Regions from separate parts of the Mus musculus genome. Here regions 2 and 3 are each linked to region 1. Evidence: chromatin contacts called from public HiCAR-type and HiChIP or PLAC-seq data. All regions are on one chromosome and are shown on one strand. Each heading gives the region's core, a stretch centred on a gene start, on an enhancer-like site or on the middle of the called end of the contact. The rest is flanking DNA. Distances are from core to core; before and after follow the strand shown. Region 1 holds the start of Scg3 (secretogranin III). Region 2 overlaps Hmgcll1 (3-hydroxymethyl-3-methylglutaryl-Coenzyme A lyase-like 1). Region 3 holds the start of Hmgcll1 (3-hydroxymethyl-3-methylglutaryl-Coenzyme A lyase-like 1).

Region 1 (3,552 bases), core at 344-2,843:
ACAAGTGGCATCTATATGTCAGCTGATAGAGCTGTCATTTATGTTTTAAGGAACAGAGATCTAAAGAAATTTCCCTTAGCACAGATGTGATTTTAAAATATGACCCAATTTTTTTAAATTTTTAAACACAATCTTAATAATTATATGGATGTGTGTCTGTGTTGGGGTATGTGCACATGTGTTGCTCACAGAGGCCAGAAGAGGATTGGAGCTGCAATTACAAACAGTTGTGAGCTACATTTATGTAGGTTCTGGGTCCTCTGCAAACCCAATGAACCATTGCTCTAGCCCATGAGTTAATTTTTAAGACTGCAGCATACCAGGATAATGATACTGTGCTACCCACCATTGAGAAAGATCTATTCGTTTTGAAGTAACTGCTAGATTTGAAGTACTCTGTAACAGATTTTAATGTATCAATTTTTAAAAAAGATTCACATGGAAACAAAAGGACTTTTAGATTCTTAACTGAAATACTTGCATGACTATTAAACTCAAAACCTCCAGAAAGGGAAATCTGTTTGTCAGTGGGTTTGTTTGTTTGTTTGTTTTCATGTATTTAAATAAGTAACTTGGTCCATGAGAGGGAGGAGCCAGAAATCAAAGGCCTGATTGTGCTGGATCCTTCTTTGTGGCCATTCTTCAGCTGGGTTCTCAGCAGGCTGCAGTTGAAAGGGAAAGATCCAAGTTCTGCTTAAAAATCAGACTAAAGAGCTTGCTCAGCACCCCGCTCACATTATGCTACTCGCATTCACCACTTAAAAGTCTTTGGATAGTAAATTGTATGCAATGACCTCAGTCTTCCAGGATATTCTCGGATTATAGGAAGCACCCCTCTGACTTGCTTATGAGGAGAGGAGTATTTTTCATGGCTTTCCCTTTTCTTGAAAGACTCTCAGAACATCAAGATCCTCAGGTATAAATTAGACCCGGGGAAGAATGTCACAAAAGCACACTATTTTTCCTACTTGGTTAGAAGAAAGAGAACAAAACTGAATATTTCTGGTGAGGACTCTCGCTCCAAGAGGGACAAACGGGTTGTTTTGTTTTGTTTTGTTTTGTTTCCTTCTCTAACTATGTGAGAGTGAAGTTTTATGCACAATGTATTTGAAATAATATTCGTGCGCTTTCCTAATCAAAAGGCTCCTGTGGAGCTGAGATGCAAGAGCATCAAAAGACTGTCAACACAGATCAATAAAGGCAGGTCTTTATAAGGTTTGATAGAATTATATCTTTTGTTTATAACAGAATTTTGATTATAGTAGAATATAAAGGTATAACAGAATTTTGAGTATAGCAGGAAGGGATTTTGGAGTAGAGACTGCAGAAGAATAACAATCAAAATTAGACAAAGATTACCCATGTCTCCTTGACAAGTTCACGGGTAGAGAGGGCATTTAACCCTTGAGGTACAGCAACCATGCCTATCGTCCAGCAATCCTGCAATCCGGCCCGACTCCGACGTAGAAACATACCCAAGACTGCGGCAAGGAAAATACGCGAGCAAGCCTGTCTCCCCTCCCCCGCTCCGTTCCCGCGGGATTGGAGTAGCGCTGGGTCGCTGACGCCATCCTCACGCCTCTGGTTTGCATGGAGCATGCGCCTCCTCCTCATTTCCTCTCCTGGAGCTAGTGGAGTAAAGCTACGCCCAGGCCCGCGTCCGCTGGCGGCGCAGGAACTTCAGCACCCGCGGGGCGGACAGCGCCTACCGCACCTGCTCACCTGCTCTGGGCGCCAGAAGAGCCTGCATCCTCCTTCCAGCCCGGAGCAACTGCGCCGGAGGCGCCCAGACCCTCTCCCTTCCCGCACCCAGGCTCCTGTCCCTTCCAGCTTCTTAACTCCCCTTCTCATTCATAACAAAAGCTACAGCTCAGGGGCCCAGCGCCAAGCTCTTTCCAGCAAAGCACAGAAGAGCAAGAAAGAATGGGGTTCCTTTGGACCGGCTCTTGGATACTGGTGTTGGTGCTCAACAGCGGCCCAATTCAAGCTTTCCCCAAACCCGAAGGCAGCCAAGGTATGTGGACATTGCTCTGCTTTAGAGTTCTCTTTCATTTGGCCCAGCCAAGATAAAGCTTGATGTGACCCGTGAGCTCTAAATCGCCCTGCCTAGTTTTTCTCAGCAGATCTCGTATCGTGCATATTGACAGAATATACACGGTTTTGACTTCAGAGAACGAAGATGGATTTTTCTTTCTCCTTTACTTTTAAAATAATAGAGCGATAACATGGTCTTATTTTGAAAAGGGGAGCGAGTACCTGTGCTTAAAGTGGCTAGGATTTTTTTTTTTTTTTTTTGCTCATTACACATGCAGGATATGATGATCTCTTTTAATGTACCAGCAATGATAATCCAAATAGTATGTTTCCAATTGAAAAGAGCTAATAAGCTAAGAATTAGAACTATATGTTAAATTTCTGATCAGAAAATAAAAGTGTGATTGCATTTAATTCAGGATATGCAATAATATAATAAGCATACCAACTTTGGAACTCACCATGTATACAATTGATAATCTTTGCTACTATAAATTTTATTTTATAACATTCAGAATTATTTCTCCAAAAAATCTTTTTTCATTGTGTTTTTTATTTTAATAGGAAACATATTTGACCACCCAAATGCACAATTAAATTTATATTTATGTGTATTTATTCTAGACAAATCCCTGCATAATAGAGAATTAAGTGCAGAAAGACCTTTGAATGAACAGGTAGGTCAGATGTAAAATTATAACTCCTATGTTATCTTATTCACTGTTGTCACTTACTGTAGTTTCCTTGTGATATTTTAGCCATTTTACATTTATAAACTCCAAGACATTAATAATAAATTGACAAAAACTAAGATGATAAATCTGGTTCCACTAATTCTGTGTTCTCACAATTAGTGCACTGAGTTCTTATAGCACATGGGCTGAGGCATGATGATAACCCAGTGAGATCAATACTGTAGCCACTCTTATAAGACTGTCTAGTTTACCAAAGTGTGTGCGTGGCTTGTTTTGTTTTCTTTGAGACAGAGCCTTGCTGGGTAGCTTTGATTGCCCTACAACTCTTGATCTTTCTGCCCCTTCCTCTTGAGTGCTGGGATTGTCAGCACATGCTACCACACTTGGTTGAAGATTTGTCTTTTGTCAGTATCACAGGAGAGAGGAATTAATTGATTAAAGCATATCAGCCCTTTGTTTTGTCTCATTTAATCCTGACAACGGTGCTTTCTGCCTGCATTTTACAAACAGAACTAAATCACATAGAGAGTAAATCTTGTGGAATTGATAAGTAGTGAAGCAAGGATTTAAAAGCAGATCTGTCTCCTGTTTGTCTCACAGATCGCTGAGGCAGAGGCAGACAAGATTAAAAAGGCATTCCCTTCAGGTAAAAAAGAAACCACTCTGCTGTTCAGTTAAATATGTGGGTCACAGAATTCTAAACTAAAATGCATGTGTTGGGCTTGGAACTTTCCTTCCAGAAAGCAAGCCGAGTGAAAGCAATTATTCTTCTGTCGATAACTTGAATCTGCTGAGGGCAATAACAGAAAAGGAAACCGTTGAG
Region 2 (3,552 bases), core at 271-2,770, 420 kb before region 1:
CTCAGGGCACCACAGTCCTCTACCCCTGCGTGGTGTATGACCGTGGGCCCGAGAGCACTCTTGAATAAAAATCCTCTTGCAATTTGCAGCAAGACCGTTTCTCGTTGGTGATTTTGGGGTGTCGCCTCTCCTGAGTCAGAACTTGGGGGAGTCCTCACGTTGTGGGTCTTTCAGACCCACTGTGTATTTTTAGTCTTCTATATTTTTTAACAGTAGAGTTTTTTTTAAGAGTTTTTTTTTTTTAATTCAAAGGAAGAAACATGTGAGATGCATTCAACAGCTTTTTGAAGTTTCTAACAATAACAAATGTACTATGCTTTAAAGTTTAAAAAAATATTTAATATCCAGCCACTTTGCTGAAGTTGTTTATCAGCTGAAGGAGTTCTCTGGCGGACTTTTTGGCGTCACTTAAGTATACTATCATATCATCTGCAAGTAGTGATATTTTGACTTCTTTCTTTCCAATTTGAATCCCTTTGACCTCCTTTTGTTGTCTAATAGCTCTGGCTAGAACTTCGAGTACTATATTGAAAGGGAGAGAGTGGGCAGTCTTACCTAGTATCTGATTTTACTGGGATTGCTTCAAGTTTCTCTCCATTTACTTTGATGTTGGCTACTGGTTTGCTATATACTGCTTTTACTATGTTTATCGAATTCCTGTTCTTTCTAAGACTTTGAACATGAAGTGGTGTTGAATTTTGTCAAATGCTTTTTCAGCATCTAATGAAATGATCATATGTTTTTTTCCCCTTTGAGCTTGTTTATATAGTAGATTACATTGGTGGATTTCTGTATATTGAATCATCGTTTTGATGTATTCTTGGATTCAGTTTGCGAGAATTTTATTGAGATTTTTGCATCAATATTCATAAAGTGGTCTGAAGTTTCGTTCTTTGTTGGGTCTTTGAGTGGTTTCAGTATCAGTGTAGTAACTGTGGCTTCATAGGGACCCCAGTCGAGGAGTTAGGGGAAGAACTGAAGAAGCTGAGGGGCTTACAAACTCATAGGAAGAACAACAATATCAACTAACCCGACCCCCCAGAGCTCCCTAGGACTAAACCACCAACCAAAGAGTACACATGGAGGGACTCGTAGCTCCAGTTGCATATGTAGCAAAGGATGTCCTTGTCGGGCATCAAATGGAGGGGAGGCCCTTGGTCCTGTGAAGGCTTGACACTCCAGTGTAGGTGAATGCTAGGATGATGGGGCAGGAGTGGGTTGGGGGGCACCCTTGTGGAGGCAGGATGAAATGGGGAGTTTTCAGAGAGGAAACCGGGAAGAGGGATAACATTTGAAATGCAAACAAACAAAATAACCAATAATGTTTTAAAAATAAATAAATAATAAAAAATAATAAAACATAAAAGGTAAATCACATTGCAATTGTCCAAATAAAACAACACATTGGACATCAAATACTTAACAAATCAACCACCGGGACTGGATGGAATGGAGTGGCAGAATGCTGGGGTGTGGGCAGAGGGAAAGCAGTATAAGCAAGTACTGTATGGGTAGGGTGTTGCTTGCCACACCTACCCCAGTGAAGTTTGTGTGACAGGCTTAAAAGCCTGGACGCAGTCCCGAGGCAAAAAGTTCACGGAAACTTAGTCTCCTGGAAACGTGGCATCCTGTATAACAAATGCTCCAAAAATGTCCTTGCTTTAGTCAGTGAACAGATCTGTGTGCTTTCCCTCAATATTGCTTTATTTTAAGAGCCTGTAAGGATTGATTTTGACATATAGCTAAGTTAGATTAGCCTCCACCAGTGTTCCAATGTCCTAGGCAGTCCTTGATTCCTGGGCTTGGAATTCAGTAAGAATGTTACCTATTCAGTAACATTCAAAAGTACCTCTAGTAGAGACAGTGAAAGTAGTCAGGCATTACAATTTACTTGAATAGAGCTATTAATCTCAGGGCTAGTCTACAGAGTAAATACTTAGAACAATAGCCGAGTCACTCCCATACACAGGAATTTACAATGGCCTAGGAAGAAGGTGGGTTGTGGTTTTAGGAGGAACTGAAGTATTATTCATGAAAGGGTTAGTAGAATGGAATTTCCCTGGTGAGTGTTTCACTAGGCCCAGAGGAATAGCATAATCAGGTATTTACTAAAGGACCCCTGGTGGTGGGTTTAACAATAGACTAGCTTTGCATCAGACCCTTCACCTGGCTCCTGTGTTTGGCTGGTTTTAAAATAAGGCTGTTTCTATCTCAGTTGTAAACACTGCCTGGCTCCCCCTAGCTTTTTATGTATGCATTTTCTTTGTTTTGTGTAAAGAACCAATACGCATCTCAATGTACCTTGGCAAATGTATTCACCTAACTTTCTTGTTTTTATTCTATATTTTAAGTCTGGTGCTTGCTTGGAAAAATTACATTCAGAGACAACACACTCCCTTGTGTCTGTGTCTATTTGTCACCCTTTTCACTGACTCCCTGCCCACCTGTACGGGAACCCTGATTTCTCCCACAGATTGAGGGGGACCGACTGAGGCCAGTCCATGGCAGTTGCTAACTTGCAAATGCACTGAAATTGGTTGGATACTTGGTATATAGTCAAAATAAAATCATAGTAAGTTTTCCTCCCTCCATGTTACTCTTTCAAAGATACTTATAAAAAATTAGCTTGTTTTGCTCTTCTACATAAAATTAAAATCTTTCTTCAGGAAGTCAAGTTAATAATAATTTCATTAGAACCTAAACAAAAGATAGTAACTTAAACATTTCTATTACAAAATTAGAAGATCTATACAGAAAAAAATTATATTTTAAATAGAGGCATTTTAATTATTCAGATGGAAATAAACTGAAGAAATAATCATGTACAAATGATACATACACATATACAAACACATCAGATATATATAATGCTAAATACAGTTATCATAGTTATATAATATGGCAATACCATCCCCACTAAACACCAGAGGCTAATAAATAAAAATTCAAGTATCAGGAATGAATGGGTTTCTTCTTTTCAAATCATTGGACAAGAGTTCCTATAGACACACAGACATAGTAGACTATTGACAATGCTCTCAATTATCATCTAACCCTTGAAAGAAAGACCCTATCTCTGAAGAGACAACATGCTTGAGTCACAGAACGTGATGAAATCCAGTTGGTATGAACCTGGAAGCTTAATCCCTACTGGCTAGCTTTCAGAGTGCTGAAGGGTGCCCTGTAAGCTGCCAGTGGAGAAAAGCAATCATCATTATACCTGGCTGTAAACCCTAAATGCTACAACAATGACTAGCGTGGCAAGATAAGTCTACCACTATGATAATGTCATGGAAACCATGGAATCTCAGCTGCCTTGGTATATCAGGAAAACACTGTTTCCTTGAAGTCATCCACTACCTCCGGCTACTAAAATCTTTTTGCACTCTCTTCTACAAAGATCTCTGAGTTATGGAGGAGGTATGAGATCCAGAAGTCCCATTTAGAGCTGAGTACTCCACTTAGTCTGTTCAGGTTGGCCAGCTGTGGGTCTCTGTGTTAATGGTCATCTATTACAAGATGTGTGTCTGCTGAGGGTTGTGAGATCCACAG
Region 3 (3,552 bases), core at 549-3,048, 330 kb before region 1:
CTGGAGCATACACACCACTCTACGGATCACCCAAGCAATAGTCACATGACTTCATCCCGAAAAGTAAATGTTAGGGATTCTTGGTTGCGTAAGACAAACTGACCGCTAAAGAATGTTGAGAACATTCCAGGAAGTTCAAACCAGACTCCATGGAAATCAGCCACCGTGAGGACATGAGAGAAGATAAAGCATGGCTCTCCACTTCCCTGTTGTCACCATCAGGTCTCACCAGAGGGTCCTGGTCAATCCTTCTGAGCCTTATTAGTAAAAGCGGATTCACTGTGGCCCTTGCACGTGTGCATATTGTGGGCTGTGATCATATTCATAGCCTCATTTCCCCCACTCACCTGCTCCTTCCTCCTGATGCTTGCCATGTCTCCTAACTCCACCCCACCCCCACCCCCAATTTTCTCCTCTTGGTATTTATGTCCCTTCCTTAGGCGACAGAGAAACAGGCGATATTAGTTGTTTGGGCTCTGGCTTATTTCCAGGCATCTACCTACAAATGACTTGATTTTGTTCATCTCTCTGAATAATAAACCATTGGGTAATTATGCCATATCTTCTGTATTGTATCCAGCCATCTGTTGATAGGCAGAATGCCCATTCTAGGACTTGGCTCTTGCAAATAGCTCCAGTCTCATACTCTAATTAATGGGGAGCAAACTATTTATAAAACCACCCACGAATGCTAAGTCCTACTTGTAGATCGAAGGCTTCGATTTCACATGTTGGAGCACTGAACTGAGACCACACCATAAGGATATGAATAACTCCTGTCAGAACTGTTGGTGTAACATCACATAACAAAGCTAGGCCAGCCCACTAAAATAAAAAAAAATAACAAGAACTACACTGTTCACAAAGTGAACAGGTGCCTAGAATTAAAAGGCTAATGATACCTAAGGCCTCACAAAGCCCTTGACTCATAACAGGTTTCAACATTTAGGTAACGACCATTACTGCTGTTTCCTGTTATGTTTAAAGTTTACGGTTTTATGTGAAAAGGAAATTTCTTTATATACCTTATGCTCACTTAACTGGCACGTTTGTTGGTAGTACATGGAATCATAAATACATAAACAATGAGTTGTCTTTATGAAGCTCTCAGGAAAATGCAGGAATAATTTTAGTCTGTAATGGTTTTATTCAAGCTTGTTTAATTTCATTAAGCAAAAACACTGTAGGGATAGTCAATGCTCTAACATACCATGTGATTTTAATCGTCGTCCTGTGCCTTCCTAGTGTGCCCTAGCTTCATCCTCTTTCTACCACACAAGGTGATATGTTTGTAGTCTGTTACACATTACAAGGAAGAAAGTGAGAACAAAAGCACCGCCCTTCCAAGAACACGCACAGACATGATCACTCCTGTTGGCGACCTGCAAAAGGCCTGGGGTAGGGAAACTGCTAGGCCAGCAAGGATGCGCCTGCTGTTCACAGCTGAGAAGATGAGAGGCTTTTCAGCCACAGACCCACACACTGACAATAGAACGGGCCTCAGGCAGGACCCTGGCTTACAGAGGTGACACAGACAAAAGGGATGACGGGAGGTGGATGGGGGTAGGGACGCCCTAGGCCCAAGGTGGTACCTGCGCCGCATCCAGCGCCCCTGCCACTGAGTCTCCGCTCCAGAGATGTTCGCGGAGAAGCTGCTGGTAGTTGAGGCAGTGCTTCGCAGCAGATGGTAGATTCCCCATAGCAGCAGCCTAGGTGCCGTGGGCGGTGCTGGATCCCACGGCCGGAGCCGAGAGCCGGGTGAGAGCCGGGAGCGCGTCCCGCGGGTGCCCGGGGTCCGAGCTGCACTGCGGCGGCGCGGTTCCTGGGCAACGCCCAGGCAGGGGTGTAGCGGGCACCTGAGTCCCGCGCTGAGAGCCAGATCCTGGATGGGGACAGTTAATTGAGGCAGGGTGGCACTCCCCCCCCCCCTCCGTAAAATATGGTGCTCTCAGGGCTGATTGTCTGCAGGTGCTCGCCTGAGTCAGAGCTCTAGGCAGGACCCAGGCCTCTGAGAGGAAGAAGCACTGGGCTCTCTACAGACATTCTCTCCTTCCCAGCCACAAGCCTGTAGGGTTGGCACTGTGAATCGGTTTGAGTTTATGTCAAAACTCTATTTAAAATTGCCGAGGCGCTTTGTGGTATTAAAAAACACAAACCCTAAATTAAGGGCGAGGGAGGGGGGTATATCGGAGGTAAACAAGCAAACCAAGAGTTGTCAGTAAGCCGATGGTGCAAGATAAATGTTGAAATGCTGAATTCTTTTTCGCTGTTTTACATTTATTGGTTTTAGTGGTTGTCTCCTTCCACTGTCACATGGGGTTAGGACTAGAACTTAACTGTCTGCTTCGGCGTCACCACAAGTTCCTTTACTATCCCCCTGGGTATGAAGAACTGTTTTTTTAAGAAGAAGAAAAAGAAGAAGAAGAAGGAGGAGGAGGAGGAGGAGGAGGAGGAGGAGGAGGAGGAGGAGGAGGAAAGAAAGAAAAAAGCAATAACTAAATTCATAAAGGCTTTTCTTTCATTCAAACAAAAACAACCTGTCAGAAGTTAGAAGTAATTATAAATTAAATAAATTTTAATGTATATATTTATAAAATATTTATAATATAAATGTATATTTAGTTTCTATATAAGTATGTTTGATTTATATATAAGTTTATATATTATAAATATAAATTATTGGATTTATATGATAGCCTTGGAATCAGATAACCCCTGCTTCATTCGGCCTACTTCATAAGCACACTTAGATTGCAACACTCTAATGCTCTTCAGCGTGGAGTCCATAGCTTGCAGCTGATAGCACACAATCGTCAGGAACAGTCTTGTGCAGGGAGAGCTAGCTGGCCCTACTGTTTCCACAGCTAGGAGGAATCAAGAGCGCCCAGGTGCACAAGCTTGCACAAAGGATGGCGTATATATACAACGACTAACTTCTGAGACATAATATGAACAGATTTTGAAGGGATTCACCACCCAGATTGGATAAAGAATATTTTTATTAATTCCTTGGCAATTTCATACAAGATCTTTTGAACACATTCACGCCCTGTACTCCAAATCCTCCCAACCACCTCTTCATCCCTTTTATCCAACTTTAGGATAGCTTGTTACATTTTTTTCCCCCCATCAAGTCCTGTTTGTGTTGCCCAACTATTTTGGGTAAAGGGAACTGCCCTGGTGGGTGCGCAACTGACTCTCCCTTTCTAAGCAGCCATCCGGTGCCAACAGCTAGCTACTCAGTGGGATCTCATACCTACTTTCCCGGCTCTCCCCCGGGCTTTTGTCTGGCTGGTGTTTGTGCTGGTCTTGTGCATGCTGTTAACAGTTGCTATGAGTTTGTTTATGCAACTACCCTGTTGTACCCGGAAAACACTATTTCCTTGATGTTATCCTCTGCCTGGGGTTCTTACAGTCTTAATGTTCTCTCTTCCCTGAGCCCTGGGGGTTGGAGTGTGATATGTACATCCCTTTTAGAGTTGAGCAATGAATAATCTTATTTTCTGTACACAAGCCTAAAAAGATCGAGATAACACCGAGCTTTGAGGCACA

The links. HiCAR-type assays count read pairs that join an accessible place to other places. HiChIP or PLAC-seq counts read pairs in DNA pulled down with a chosen protein or histone mark.
Region 2: a contact with region 1 is called in an H3K27ac HiChIP or PLAC-seq map of embryonic stem cells, with 6 times the contacts expected there. The contact joins the enhancer-like site here to the promoter of Scg3 in region 1. A contact is called at or near these places in 15 of 39 promoter capture datasets (cranial neural crest, embryonic stem cells, frontonasal cranial neural crest and 8 more), 5 of 115 datasets of contacts at active chromatin or transcription factors (astrocytes, embryonic forebrain and embryonic stem cells) and 2 of 9 other capture datasets (adipose tissue and embryonic stem cells).
Region 3: a contact with region 1 is called in a HiCAR-type map of astrocytes, with 2.1 times the contacts expected there. The contact joins the promoter of Hmgcll1 here to the promoter of Scg3 in region 1. A contact is called at or near these places in 3 of 39 promoter capture datasets (cranial neural crest, hippocampal neurons and maxillary cranial neural crest), 1 of 484 Hi-C or Micro-C datasets (cerebral cortex), 4 of 115 datasets of contacts at active chromatin or transcription factors (VIP interneurons, astrocytes, fibro-adipogenic progenitors and 1 more) and 1 of 9 other capture datasets (pancreatic islet).

What each region holds. Positions count from the first base shown.
Region 1 is chr9:75,682,097-75,685,648 of GRCm38.p6, reverse strand. It overlaps Scg3 (secretogranin III), which reads left to right and starts at 1,593. Exons shown (of 12, transcript NM_009130.3): 1 at 1,593-2,014; 2 at 2,659-2,711; 3 at 3,330-3,375; 4 at 3,470-3,552. The coding sequence starts at 1,924.
Region 2 is chr9:76,103,074-76,106,625 of GRCm38.p6, reverse strand. All of the region lies in intron 7 of Hmgcll1 (3-hydroxymethyl-3-methylglutaryl-Coenzyme A lyase-like 1), which reads right to left. Among named protein-coding and RNA genes, the nearest start is that of Hmgcll1, 90 kb to the right of the region's middle. Within about 2 kb of position 1,520, at least 15 of the 459 cell types and tissues checked have an H3K27ac peak or open chromatin away from gene starts, as enhancers often do. A contact at or near this core is called in embryonic stem cells and stem cell-derived epiblast-like cells, where this site is marked.
Region 3 is chr9:76,013,223-76,016,774 of GRCm38.p6, reverse strand. Hmgcll1 (3-hydroxymethyl-3-methylglutaryl-Coenzyme A lyase-like 1) reads right to left here and starts at 1,798. Exons shown (of 9, transcript NM_173731.2): 1 at 1,593-1,798. The coding sequence starts at 1,700.